Regions from separate parts of the Mus musculus genome. Here region 2 is linked to region 1. Evidence: chromatin contacts called from public promoter capture Hi-C data. All regions are on one chromosome and are shown on one strand. The core of a region is the stretch at or near the end of the contact, and the rest is flanking DNA. Distances in the headings are between cores, read along the strand shown.

Region 1 (6,012 bases), core at 2,904-5,403:
ATTTTATTTAAATATTTTAAATATTTAATTATTTTAATTAATTTTATTTAAAAAATTCATAGAATATATTTTGCTCATAGTTCCCCTCCCCACCCACTTTCAGATCCTCCCCTGTCCAGTTCCCTCCCCCCTCTCTCCCCCCTCCCTCCCTCCCTCCCTCCAGCAAACAAACTGACAAAGAAACACAAAAACCAAACAAACTAGAATTTAAAAAGAAAGAAAGAAAAACAAGATATACAAACTGATATTGTTTGCAAAGGAAAAGCCACACTTAAGGGTAAGCCCCACGACCAGCATTAACTGGCTGTGGTTCTTAACCTCATGGTGGGACAACAGTTGTCCCTGCTCTCTGTCAAAGGACAGCAGGACCTTGGAGAGTAGCTAGTGATTTTCTGGAGGATTTCCTGGAGACCAGAGCTCCTGGGAAGATCTCTCTCTCACACAAGGCTGCCTTTCCTTCTTCCTTAACCTTTGAAACAGGACATACTAAAATTTTAATATCATTTATTGTATTTTGGGCCCTATTTTTTGGGTATCAGTCATGAAGTAATTTACAAGTTTTATCAAAGCCCCAAAAACAGCAAAGAGCTCTCAGACTTACATTAACTATTAAGCTGTATTTATAAATGGTTTTGTCCTTTTTCATCTAAGCCATTTATTTTTTCCATATGTGAAACAGTTAGGAATAATCAGAAAGTTATTCAAACATAGATTCTTATGCCTATCTGATGTGGCTGGTTGTGTTTCGTATTGCCTGATGAATATGCTGTGGCTTTATTTCCGTTAGTTTGAGATGGTGTCCCCACAAACAACTTAATATAACTCTTGAATCCCAATATTCTTCTCTTTCTCTCTCCCTCCCTCCCTCCCTCTCTCCTCCTCTCTCTTTCTCTTACACACACATACACATTCTCACACACACATACATACACACACTCACATACACTCACACACCGCACACACACACACACACACATGCACACACACACACACAAACACACACACACACACACACACACTGTCTTGTAGACATTCCCTGATACACAAGAAACAACATGAAAATTATCTATTGGATGAAAACTTCTAATTCCATACTCTTCATTGAGAAAATGGAAATAGCATGTGGCCACTCTTTCTTTCTGAAACAATACCTGGTAATTGATACTGTACAGATACTGGGAGCCACAACAGGGATCAAGAAGGCATTATGTTTGCATATGAAGTTATATACACATCATACTTATGTCTATTCAAGGTCCAGAATTACAATACTTTATGAGTAATTTTAATCTAGAGCCTCCATTTCTTCTCCTTTATAATTGATGGGGAAAGTACCAGTTTATTGTAGATTCAGGAAAATGAGGAGGAAGGGCAGGCCACCTCAGATTTCTGAACCTTAGTGATCTCGTTCCTGCCTCTGGAGTTATAATGATTTAATTAAAGAGAAGACCAACAAACTTTCTTACAGCAACACCATTAACAAAAGCAGCATATGTCGGTGGGAGCCTGAAGTCTGGTCGACCCCAAACAGTGCTGGAGGTGTTGGAACTGTAGATCTGCAACAGAAGAACACCAGTTAATTAATACAGCAATAGACTGAGCTGGCATTCCCAGAGTTACTCTTCATCCTGGAGGCACTGTGTCGGGCCTCACAGGACCCCTGGGAGGGGGTGTGCATGCATGTTTGTTTATTTGTTTTATCTTGAAAGCAAACTTTGCACTTCTTACTTTACTATATTGGGTGACTTTATGGAACACTTCTGTGCCTGTCCCCAGGAAGCCAACGCCCAGAGAATCCAGGATCATCCTCTTGCTCCTCCGAATGATACCATCTGTCAGGTGGTTCACTTTCAAGCCGTGAATCATACCAGCAAAGCTCTCTGTGACAGACTTCAAAGAGAAGAAGGTTAGAACCTCCTCGCACCCCCTTTGTATGCACTCGCTTCTTTTGAGACCTTCTGGTAAAGACTTTTCCTCCATGAGAAGAAACCTGCTTGATGTAATTAAGTTTCCTTTCTACAAAGCAATGCACACTAGGTACATACCTCGTTAGGCATGAGGAGTTGGAAATACACAATAATGAAGTTCTTTGCCCAGTCACACTGATAATGCAGGCTGCTTGGCAGATGATGTCAACAAAGCGTGATGGGAACACAGACAGAGGGGAAGATAGGACAACTGTCCATGAAGTGAGGACATCTGGACGGGAAGTGCGTTCAGATTACTGAGCACTGGCCTTCCTGAGTTGTGTCAGGTACGGTAATGAGTGTTTCAAGTAGATAGTGCATTGTAACTCACAGCGATGTGAAAATATGCAAGCTGGTAAGCACATGACAACAGAGGTGACGGGTAACAGTGAAGGGAAGGCTAGACCGAGGTGGGAGGAGGAAGGAAGGACATTGTGGTTTGTGGCCATCACTTGTAGAAGGTGATCAAACCAGACACAAGCCCTCACGGCAAGAGGATTAGCATCTCCTGCCACTAGCAGAGGACTTAGCGATTCCTTTAATTATCAAGCTCTTCAATCCACAGGTAATAATTTTGATTCTGTGTCCCTTCACAGGAAAATATGATTTAAAAATAGCCAACTGGAAGGGGCTTCCACCACATACCTGACTTGGAGTTCCTTAGTGAACTATTAAGTAATTTTCCTTTCCACATTTGATAATCACATTATTGCCTAACTTCCTCTCCATCTCTGACTGTAACATTGCCCATTTACAAATAATAGCTAGAAGACGTGTCAGATTGGAGAATCTGAAGGGTCTAAAGTCTCTCACGATGGACTTACTGCCAAAGTAGAGACAGAGACTAGAACCCTCATCTACAGGAAAATCTTCCACCTTCTACCCACCAGCCCTTTTTTCTCTTCTTTTCTTTTTCTTTCTGAGGCAGGGTCTTTCTGTGTGGCCCTGGCTAAACTGGACTCACTATGTAGCTCAGGCTGGCTTTGAACTTTGGACAATTCTCCTGTCTCAGCCATAGCCCTATCCTTAGAGTCTTCAGATTTATAGGTCATATAACGACTGTCATTTTCAAGAGAATGGAACATTTGTTACATTTGTAAAACTTTGACAGAAAAACCAAGAGAGCTTGCAGTAGGAGAAAGCGGGAGCCGAGCCAGCCTGGAGAGCAAACAGATATTGCTGTGGATGTTTCTGTTTAGGGCCGAGGAAGACAATGATGCTGTTTTTCCTACTGGTAAGTATTTTGACAAGCATTTTATATGCAGAAGAGGAGGGAAGGAGGGAAAAGAATGGACTCAATAATAATCAGCTGGCTTGATTTCCAAGTACCAGTTAAACATTTGATGAATAGCAGATGAGGAACAGCAGCATAGATCTCAAGGCATCGGGCTGGCACTGCTTATGTGATTTACGACAGACCACTGGGCTCCCCTGACCTGATAGTGCTGAACACGATCTGAGAGCCAAAGAACAAGCCGCCCTCCCTGACCATGGAGGGAGAGATCATAAGGGGGACAATAGCTCCACTCAGATTCCTGTGAGTCATCCTTCATCTACAAGTCAAATGTCTTGCTGGCGTGCTTGACTTTATAGGGGCACTTGTCTATCTTTTTAGTAAGCTCCTGTGACTAATGTATAGATTAAAGCGGAGTATGGAGTCATTCGTTTTATAATAAGTGTCAGGAGCCCTGGCAAGTTCCCTGTGCACTGTTCTCTAAACTGCCAAACCAGTAAATGAGGCCATCCAACTTAAAAAACCTGCCAGGGGACTACAGGGTACATGAGAGCAAATAGATAATTACAGATGTGCCCCTGTGCTCCCATCACAGATGTGCTCCTGTCCCACAGAGGACACACACAAAACCAAGAGGTGGAGGTTCAGTGAACTTACCAGGCCTAACTCTCTTGCTAGGAGGAAGCAATGGGATCATGGGCATTGTCTGTCAAATACTGATGAAAGCCAACAGATAGCTAAATCAGGCAGCTCAGAGACCATAAGCAAAGCTAAGATGTCCTTTCTGCAGCAGAGCAGATAGCTAGCAAAAGACCAACTGATTGAGAAAGGAAGAATCAAGCCAGGAAGGCAGTTTAGGCAAGCGCCATCAAGTGCTACGATACCTTGAGCATCATGTTGCTCTGGAGGGTAACTGGCTCAGGAGTGGATGGCAGGAGTAGTTGCTGGCTGGGGGCCTTTAGTGGACGTGTGCCTTTATACACAGTCACTCCCTCCAGGTCTGTCCCTTTCACTTTTGTTTCAACCATGGAATTTCCACCATTTCAACACCTCCCCAATGACCTCACTTAAACTTCCTTTGTTGTGTTGTGTAGAGCTCCCTTATAGATGTAGGGCTGATGAGAGGAGGTGTTACAGCGGCCATAATCTGATGATTCCTCACAGACATAAGAAAAACTAAGTTATAATTACAGAGGGATGGCCTGTCCCAGCTAGGGGCCATAGGTGAGAAGAGTGCACACTCTCTTTACTGGGCATCCCACTCTTGAAGACTTATCACAAGGAAATAGCAAGACTATGACAGAGGAAGAAAAGCCCCCAGATCTGGAAAGGCAAGGAGTCACTCAGAGCAGCCTTCTCACAGACAGCCCATTGTCACCAACCAACCATGAAACAGCTTCTGGGAATGATGAAAAAAACAAAAAACAAAAACCCTGACTGGTTCTTATTGGACTTAGAGCCTGCTTACCAGAAGGAAATCCATGACTGGTACTGTGAACAAAGCCACCAATCACATCATAATTTCAGAGGCGATAACCCAGAGGTAACTAACGAAGTCACTAAATGTGCCATAACCTAAAGGTTATGAATCCTAGAGGAGAGCCTACCACTGCCAGTTCCCTAAACCTAGCTGCATTCTAAATACTTACTCACGCACAGATAAGTGTAGCTCTGCCCCTCATCAACGATGCTTCTTTTTATTGTAGATGGAGACGACTACTACAACTATCTATAACGAGTAAGTGAGCATGGGTGCCCAGACCTAACTGATATACCAACAATGAAACCCCTACACCTAAGGCTCAGAGACAGTTGAGAAAGTACGTGTACATATGTGTGCACACGTGTGTGTGTGTGTGTGTGTGTGTGTGTGTGTGTGTGATAACTAAAGAAGAGGCCATGAATTTGTGAGGAATGGTGGCCAGAGTTAAAAGAAGAGAAGGAGGAGGGGTGGAAATGTTGTAAATACATAAATAAATAAATTAAAATCTCAAAAAATTAATTAAAAATATCTAAATACACACCACACAGACACATGTACACACACACACACACACACACACACACACACACACACACACATGCCAAGTACACACATTTGGCTAATCAGAGACCACCTGGTTGAGTGTAATAGAGGAGAACTCTGGAAAATCATCCTTCACAGATTATTCCTTGGAGAAGAGAGAGAGAGAGAGAGAGAGAGAGAGAGAGAGAGAGAGAGAGAGAGAGAGAGAGAGAGAGAGAAAGAAGGAGGAGGAGGAAGAGGAGGAGGAGGAGGAGGAGGAGGAGGAGGAGGAGGAGGAGGAGGAGGACTTCAGAACCAGGCACCCAGGCAGGCAGGATTCTGACTCTCTGAAGTCTTCTGGTTCTGACCTGTGTCCTGGCCCTCACATGTTCCCCTTTTTTGCAGAAGAAGAGGCCTAAAGATGAAGTCCTGCTCTCAGCTGGATCCCTGTCTGACCAGGAGCTTGGCTCCCAGACTTTCTCCTGAGAAAGAAGAATGCCTTTAAGTTTTCAGAGAGGAGACAGACTAGTTAAGAGTCTTGCCACACTGGAGGCTTCTGTCCCGGGCAGAGAATGTGCTCAGAGCAGTCTACAGGCTCTTTCTGCAGCTGCAGGTTGGGGGACTCATCTTCCTTCAGTCCACAAAGCTTCATATTTTGAATTCAGAAGGTAATTCATTCATGCAACTACTTGGACTACCCAAGATTCATTGCTTCAGAGACTTGCAGAGATTTGCAACTCAAGCCTTCAAGACCTGCCAGAGACAGGAGGTATGCTAGGCTTGTTACCCCTGTCAATGATCACTCT
Region 2 (6,183 bases), core at 731-3,230, 600 kb before region 1:
CTTAGGCACCTGTCTCCTCAAAAAAGTACTCATTCATGAGCAGAAACACACAGCTAACCAGAGTCCATTGAATAGACACGTCCAGTTTCCACCATCCTTACAATCAACCCTAAAAGTTTCTAAAACTAGATAATAAAGTGTCTCTAATAGTGCCATCCTCTGGTTAAAATTGCTGTGATTAAACACCAGGACCCACACACACAGCAACTTGGGGAGGGGGGGGGGGAAAGACGACAAGGGAGGACTTATTTAGCTTACACTTCCACACCACAGTTCATCATTAAAGGAAGTCAGGACAGGAACTCATACAAGACAAGAACTCAAACAAGGCAGGAATCTGGAGGCAAGTGCTAAATGAGAGACCATGGAGGGGTGCTAGTTACTGGGTTGCACCCCAGGACTTGCTCAACCTGCTTCCTTATTTAACCTCAGGACCACCAGCCTAGGGATGGCAACACCCACAATGGGCTGGGCCCTCCAATATCAACCATTAAGAATGTTCTACGGGCTTACCTACAGTCTGATCTTGTGGAGGCATTATTGAGGTTCCCGCCTCTCTGATGACTCTAGCCTGTGTCAAATTAACATAAAACTACCTACTTTTTCTTCAATGTGGTTTCATTTCTAAATTAATGAAAATTCCTCTTAAGTTCAATTTTTTTAAAAGAACGTAGCGCCTCCATCTGCCCCCTCCAGTCCTTAAAAAAACCTTTGCCTCTGACGTACCAGGATGGCACACCTTTAATAATCAAATCGGTATCTGAAAGGTTATCTATGAAAATACAGAGAGATGGCATATATAACTACACAACTCAACTGCAATAGCAGATGTCTGAGAAGAGGCTCATCACTAGGCGGCTTCCGATGTGACCAAAGGGGGGCTGCACACCAATCCTGTGCAGCGTTCGTTTGTAAGGAAAGAACGGTAAGCAGTGGAGGAGAGCAGAAGACAAGCACCTTCACCACACACACACACACACACACACACACACACACACACACAGAGAGAGAGAGAGAGAGAAGAGAGCAGGGCTGAGCGACAAGATGACATGAGTTGTGCATTTAAGGCTAACGAGGCGCTTGGGACCCCGTAATCAGCAAAGAGCAAAGCACGGGGCAGATGGCAGTCCCCAGTCGGACCAATAGGCACAATGCTAAAACAGGTTTCTGCCTCCATGCAAAGCTTCTGCTCAGGGCTTGGCACCTGCTAGGCCTCTGGGTCCCCTGCCTCCCACGCCCCGCCCCCGCGTGCTGGGCCTCCCAACTCCGGGGGGAGGGGGCGGCGGAGCTCGGCTATACCAGGTGTAGTCGTCCTCCTCGCTCCAGGCGGCCAAGCTCTCCAGGTCCAGCGGCTCCACCTCGTCCAGCAGCGTTGGAGGCGGCAACGGCGGCGTGGCGGCTTCCCCCGGCGGGGTCCCTGCGGTCCCCGGTTCCGGGCTGCCACCTCCGCCGAAGAAGCCCGCCGCCGGCTTGGAGTAGACGAAGGGCGCGTCAGCCGGCTGCAGGCTGCAGAGCAGGGAGGGCGCGGGGCTGGGCAAGCAGTAGGTGCCCGGGAACGCGGGGCCCAGCGCCCCCGGGCCCGGGGAGGTCGTGCTGGCCGGGGCCCTGTGCGTGGCGAGCGGGCTGCAGGCCCCGGCTGGCGGCGGGGCGGAGGGCGGCGGCGGCTGCAGCAGCAGCAGGTGCGGGGCGGCGGCCGCACTGGCCGCCCGGCTGCGCAGCTGCTCGTTCTGCTTCTCCAGCTTGCGCACCAGCTCCTGCAGCTTCTTCACCTCCAGCTCGGCGTTCACCACCGGCCCCGGGCCGGCGCCGGAGGCCGCCACCGGCGAGGCGCATTTCACCTGCTCCGCCATCATCGCGGGAGCCCCGAGCGCCGCGGCGAGGAGGCTACGCGGGCCCAGCTCGCGCAGCCTACCAGCATCAGCACCAGGGCCCAGCCTCCGGCCGAGGAAGAAGCAGCCGCGCAGCTCTGCACCGTGCTCTGCTCTAGCGGCTCCGGGTTTTAGCCGAGGCCCCGGGACGGGGCGGGGCGCGAGGGGCGGAGCTTCTGGTGATGGATGTGTCGTGGGGGCGGGACCTGCGGCGGGGACCCTCCCTGGGCATCCGTCTGCACCCACACCACCTAACCTCAGGTGCCTGATTGGACCTGGCCTGAACTTCCCGCCGCTCGCACTTCTTCCGCTTTGGGCGAGAGAACCCCACTTCTAGGACTACAGCCAGGGGCGGGATCTAAAGAAGTAGCAGGTGTCTGTGGCAGGGGAAAAACGTACCCAGGGCCAATGGCTAGCCCTCTTACAAGAGCACTTTTAGACTTCAGGGTATTGCCACCTGCTAATGAAACCTCGTGAAAAAAGGTCTGGGGAACATGATGCTCACCCCCCCCCCAAAAAAGCAACAACAGATGCTTTGGGTCTGTTTGAAAAGATGCGGCTAAGGGTAGTATTAAGTAGCACAGAAACAAAATGGTGGGATAGGAGAGAATAAGGAGGGAAAGTGAGAAATCCCAGTCTCTATGAGGGAGGATGGCCAGCTGCTGAAGAGTCAGGCGTTCACTTCAGTCTATCTAAAATAGCCATATATGAACTATCCCCACCAGTCTTTCACCATGAAAGGAGAGTTGGGTTTTCATGCTCTTTTATATTAGACAAAAGATCTTTGAGCATCTCCTGCATGCTCCACTGTGTTCTAAACGCTGGCTTTTTGAGCAAGTGAACAACAGGCATCAGTGATTGCAAATACAAGCAAAATTGTGCACCATCTGTTAAATCATTTACACTATTAAAGTCACACGTGCCTGAGCGAAAAGAGGAAAGGTATAACATTCCCTGCTTTTTTGTTGTTTGTTGGTTTGCTTGTTTGGTTTTTTTTTTTTTTTTGGGGGGGGGGATTCTTGGAAACCATGCTTTTTATTTTTTCAACAAAAATGCTTTTACGCAGATGAACCGATCGTTTTGTTCAGTTAATGTTGACTTAGCATTTTGTGGGTTTAACACAAAGGAAAGCCTGCCGTTATAGTGCGAGAACAATCCACACCGCTGATTTTCATCCTCAGACGGTGTACTAGCTTGTGAAGGGCCTCGCTCAGGCACTGTACACATGACGTCAATGAAAACATACCGCACATCTCTGTGGCAGCGCTAGGATGTTGCCTCTAATCTTTTAAAATTTGATCCTGTGCCTTGCTGCTCAGAAACACTTGTGTCTTCTCACTTGGCAAGCTACAGCTCTAAACTTGGGTGTATGTGCAAAGGTGGGTGTCCTGAATTTAACTCGGCTGGAGAGAGCTTCTGGAAGTTAGTGTATGCTAACTTCCCTGAAGTTACCTTCCACACAGAGCCCCGCTGGCCATCTGACCCCAACCACCTGTATCTCCCACCACCTTTCCAAGTTTCCTTTTTTTGGGCCTGTTGGTTATTACTAAAACCTGGAGAAGTGGAGTACTACTGCTGAAACTCCTAAGTGAAGAATCTATTGAAAGATTTTCCCCGCATGCTCAGTGGCAGATGCGGGCAGCAGTATCCCTGAAACACAAAGAAAGGGAGAGGACAGGCACAAAGAGAACAAAGAGCTGCTGAGTGCCACATCAGTGAAAGAAATTAGGGATCAGCACATAACAGTTTAAACAACAAGAGTTAACAAGTAAAGAGAAGCAGTCATTTCTACTACAGCATTCATATACTCTAAAGAAGCAGAGAACTAAGCACTCATCCCCTCCTGCATTTGCTCTTTCTGATCTACACTGTAGAACTATTTTTTAAGTAACAATTATTGTAAAAATTTGTGACTGTTTACAAAAAGAAAAAAAAAAAGCATACCTGAGCATTTAAGCCCCAGAAAATATAGGAAGCACTGTTTGGGGTTGCAGCAGGCATGGTCTCTCCTTGCTTTTAAAAAGCAAAATAATTTCTGCTCAAGAGAAATGTTAGGGTTTTTTTTTTTCCCTGTGAAAGCTCTTTTCTTCCCTTCAGAGAGCTGTGCATGTGTGCGTGCTAATGGCACTCAAAATGCACACTGATTTTAAGTTGGTATCCCCAGGGTGCCCATCTCCTTAACACATAATTGAAGAGGTTGGTAGTGTCAAGGTTTTAATTAAGCAGTCTTAGTTTTTTTTATTTTGATGCAAATTTCAAGCTGTGTTCTCTGAAATCAAGTGCATAGGTAGTGTCTCAATTTATTTAGTATTTAAAATTTAGTATTTTAAATGAAACGAAGAGGTGATTTCAGAATGTACAAAGTCTATTGACATAAAAATGCATGTCTCACTAAAACCTTTGTGGGAAGCATCCATATATCACACACTCAAAACTGCATCAAGAAATTCATGTTTTCCAATAGTCCTTTTTCCTTACGCTTTAAAAATCACACACTGTTTCTGAAGTTACTTTTAAAAACCTAAAATTAACGTAGTCACCTATATCTGTCACCTGTCAATTCAATCACTTTCCTGACAACAAAACTGCACAAATACTATGTGCCGGCTACTTTATGTCAATTCAACACAAGCTAGAGTCATTGAGGAAAATAGGAAGATTAACTGAGAAAATGCCAGTGTATGACTGGGCTGCAGAGAAGCCTGTAGCCTTCTTCTTAGAAGTCGATGTGGGAGGGCCCAGCCCTGGTGGTCCAGGTTCCTATAAGAAAGCAGGCTGAGTGGACCAGAGGAAGCATAGCCAATAAGCAGCACTCCTCCATGGCTCCTGACTGCCTTTGATGATGAACAATGATATAGAAGTGCCGAATAAACCCTTCCTCCCCAAGTTGCTTCGGTCATGGTTTTCATCACATCAGTAGGAACTCTAACTGAAACATACCATAATATCCTCTTGGGCATATGAATAGAAAGAAGTCTCTTAAGAAATCTAGAGACACCCTGCCTGTTGTTATCCTAGTTTTACACAAGAGCCAGGCTAGGTTACCTGCCCAAGTCTAGACATAAAAACAACAGCAGTTCTGAGCACTTGCCCCTGGCCCGATGACTCTCCTCTTTCTCCTGCAGAAATGCACAACTGTGGATCCAGTTACCCCAAGACGTAAAAATTCACCTAATATGTAAATCGAGATCAAGGATCTCCACCTGTATCTTCAGTGTGATTCAGAGGCCAGTGCTTCTGTGAGCCTGCCTCTTACTGGAAGTGCCTGCTCTCCACAGAGGAGAGAGTGGAATGTGCTCATGTGCTCTCTCGGTGCCTCAAGGGGCGGCAAGCACATGACAGAGAAAGATTGAAACACAACAAGATGAATAGGTAAATTCTCACATTGTATCTGGAACCAAGATCAGAACCCAATTAGTTATTTGCATATGCTTCATTTATCTTGTAGGAGCAACACGGGATGATAAGAAGGCCTTTTGCAGACCCACGATGATCGATTACTTCACATATGACCCAAATAGAACTAGAACAACTCTTGCTACGTTGAATGTGTGGTGTTTTAATCTAAGGGGGTAATACAGAGAGAAATGAACACATCAATAATACTCTGTGTTTAGGTTGCACATCCTAACCTCACTCAGAACTCCTACTTAGACTCATGTCAAACACCCATGTAATTATACCCTATAAAGTCATACCGTGGTGCTTACAGGAAGAGTAATAGTGATAATGATCTGTTTGTTTAGCAAGCTATACTTTCAAAAAACCCTCTTAATAAATACTTGTTATATGTCTATTATGCATAAGTCCGAGCACTATATAATTTTTAAAAGGTGAGTAAGACCCTGTCTCCTCTGAGACTTTATCTAGGGAAGAAAGCACATAGACAGCTAACTATAGCTCAAGACAGGTGTGGAGATGAAAACCCAACTCAGCAGCATAGGAGGTGGCCGAGCTTAGCGACGCTAGCCCCAACGTCAGGTAGGGCTACAGCGTCAAGAGACAACTTTGGTTCCTTTCACCCAGCTGAAAAGCATTGAGACAAGTGTGCCGTCCATTAGTCAGGACATGAATGTACCCACTCAACAAAATAATGAGGAAGAAGCTCCCAGATCCCAAACCATATTCTTGGTATTGTTTCCCCTGTGGTCGGTTTGCTTTAAAAAACAAAACAAAAAAAAAACAACAACAACAAAAACCTCAACTATCGTGACTTGCCATGAGAAAGGAATTTCATACAGTTTTTCATAAGAGTAGGTATTTATTAGTGCTTTCTAATTACACACATATATGAACTCTTCTAATCTCAAACACC

The links. Promoter capture Hi-C pulls out the DNA fragments that hold promoters and counts their contacts.
Region 2: a contact with region 1 is called in a promoter capture Hi-C map of pre-B cells. The contact joins the promoter of Slain1 here to the promoter of Acod1 in region 1. A contact is called at or near these places in 3 of 39 promoter capture datasets (the C10 cell line, frontonasal cranial neural crest and pre-B cells), 1 of 15 datasets of contacts at CTCF or cohesin (large pre-B cells), 1 of 484 Hi-C or Micro-C datasets (B cells), 5 of 115 datasets of contacts at active chromatin or transcription factors (craniofacial prominence, double positive thymocytes, effector CD8 T cells and 2 more) and 1 of 9 other capture datasets (liver).

Annotation. Positions count from the first base shown.
Region 1 is chr14:103,045,153-103,051,164 of GRCm38.p6, reverse strand. It overlaps Acod1 (aconitate decarboxylase 1), which reads right to left and starts at 4,153. Exons shown (of 5, transcript NM_008392.1): 1 at 4,086-4,153; 2 at 1,729-1,890; 3 at 1,467-1,556. The coding sequence starts at 4,097. Gm41235 (predicted gene, 41235) reads left to right here and starts at 2,425. Exons shown (of 4, transcript NR_168885.1): 1 at 2,425-2,532; 2 at 3,079-3,201; 3 at 4,908-4,939; 4 at 5,612-6,012.
Region 2 is chr14:103,646,025-103,652,207 of GRCm38.p6, reverse strand. It overlaps Slain1 (SLAIN motif family, member 1), which reads right to left and starts at 1,980. Exons shown (of 7, transcript NM_198014.3): 1 at 1,300-1,980. The coding sequence starts at 1,853.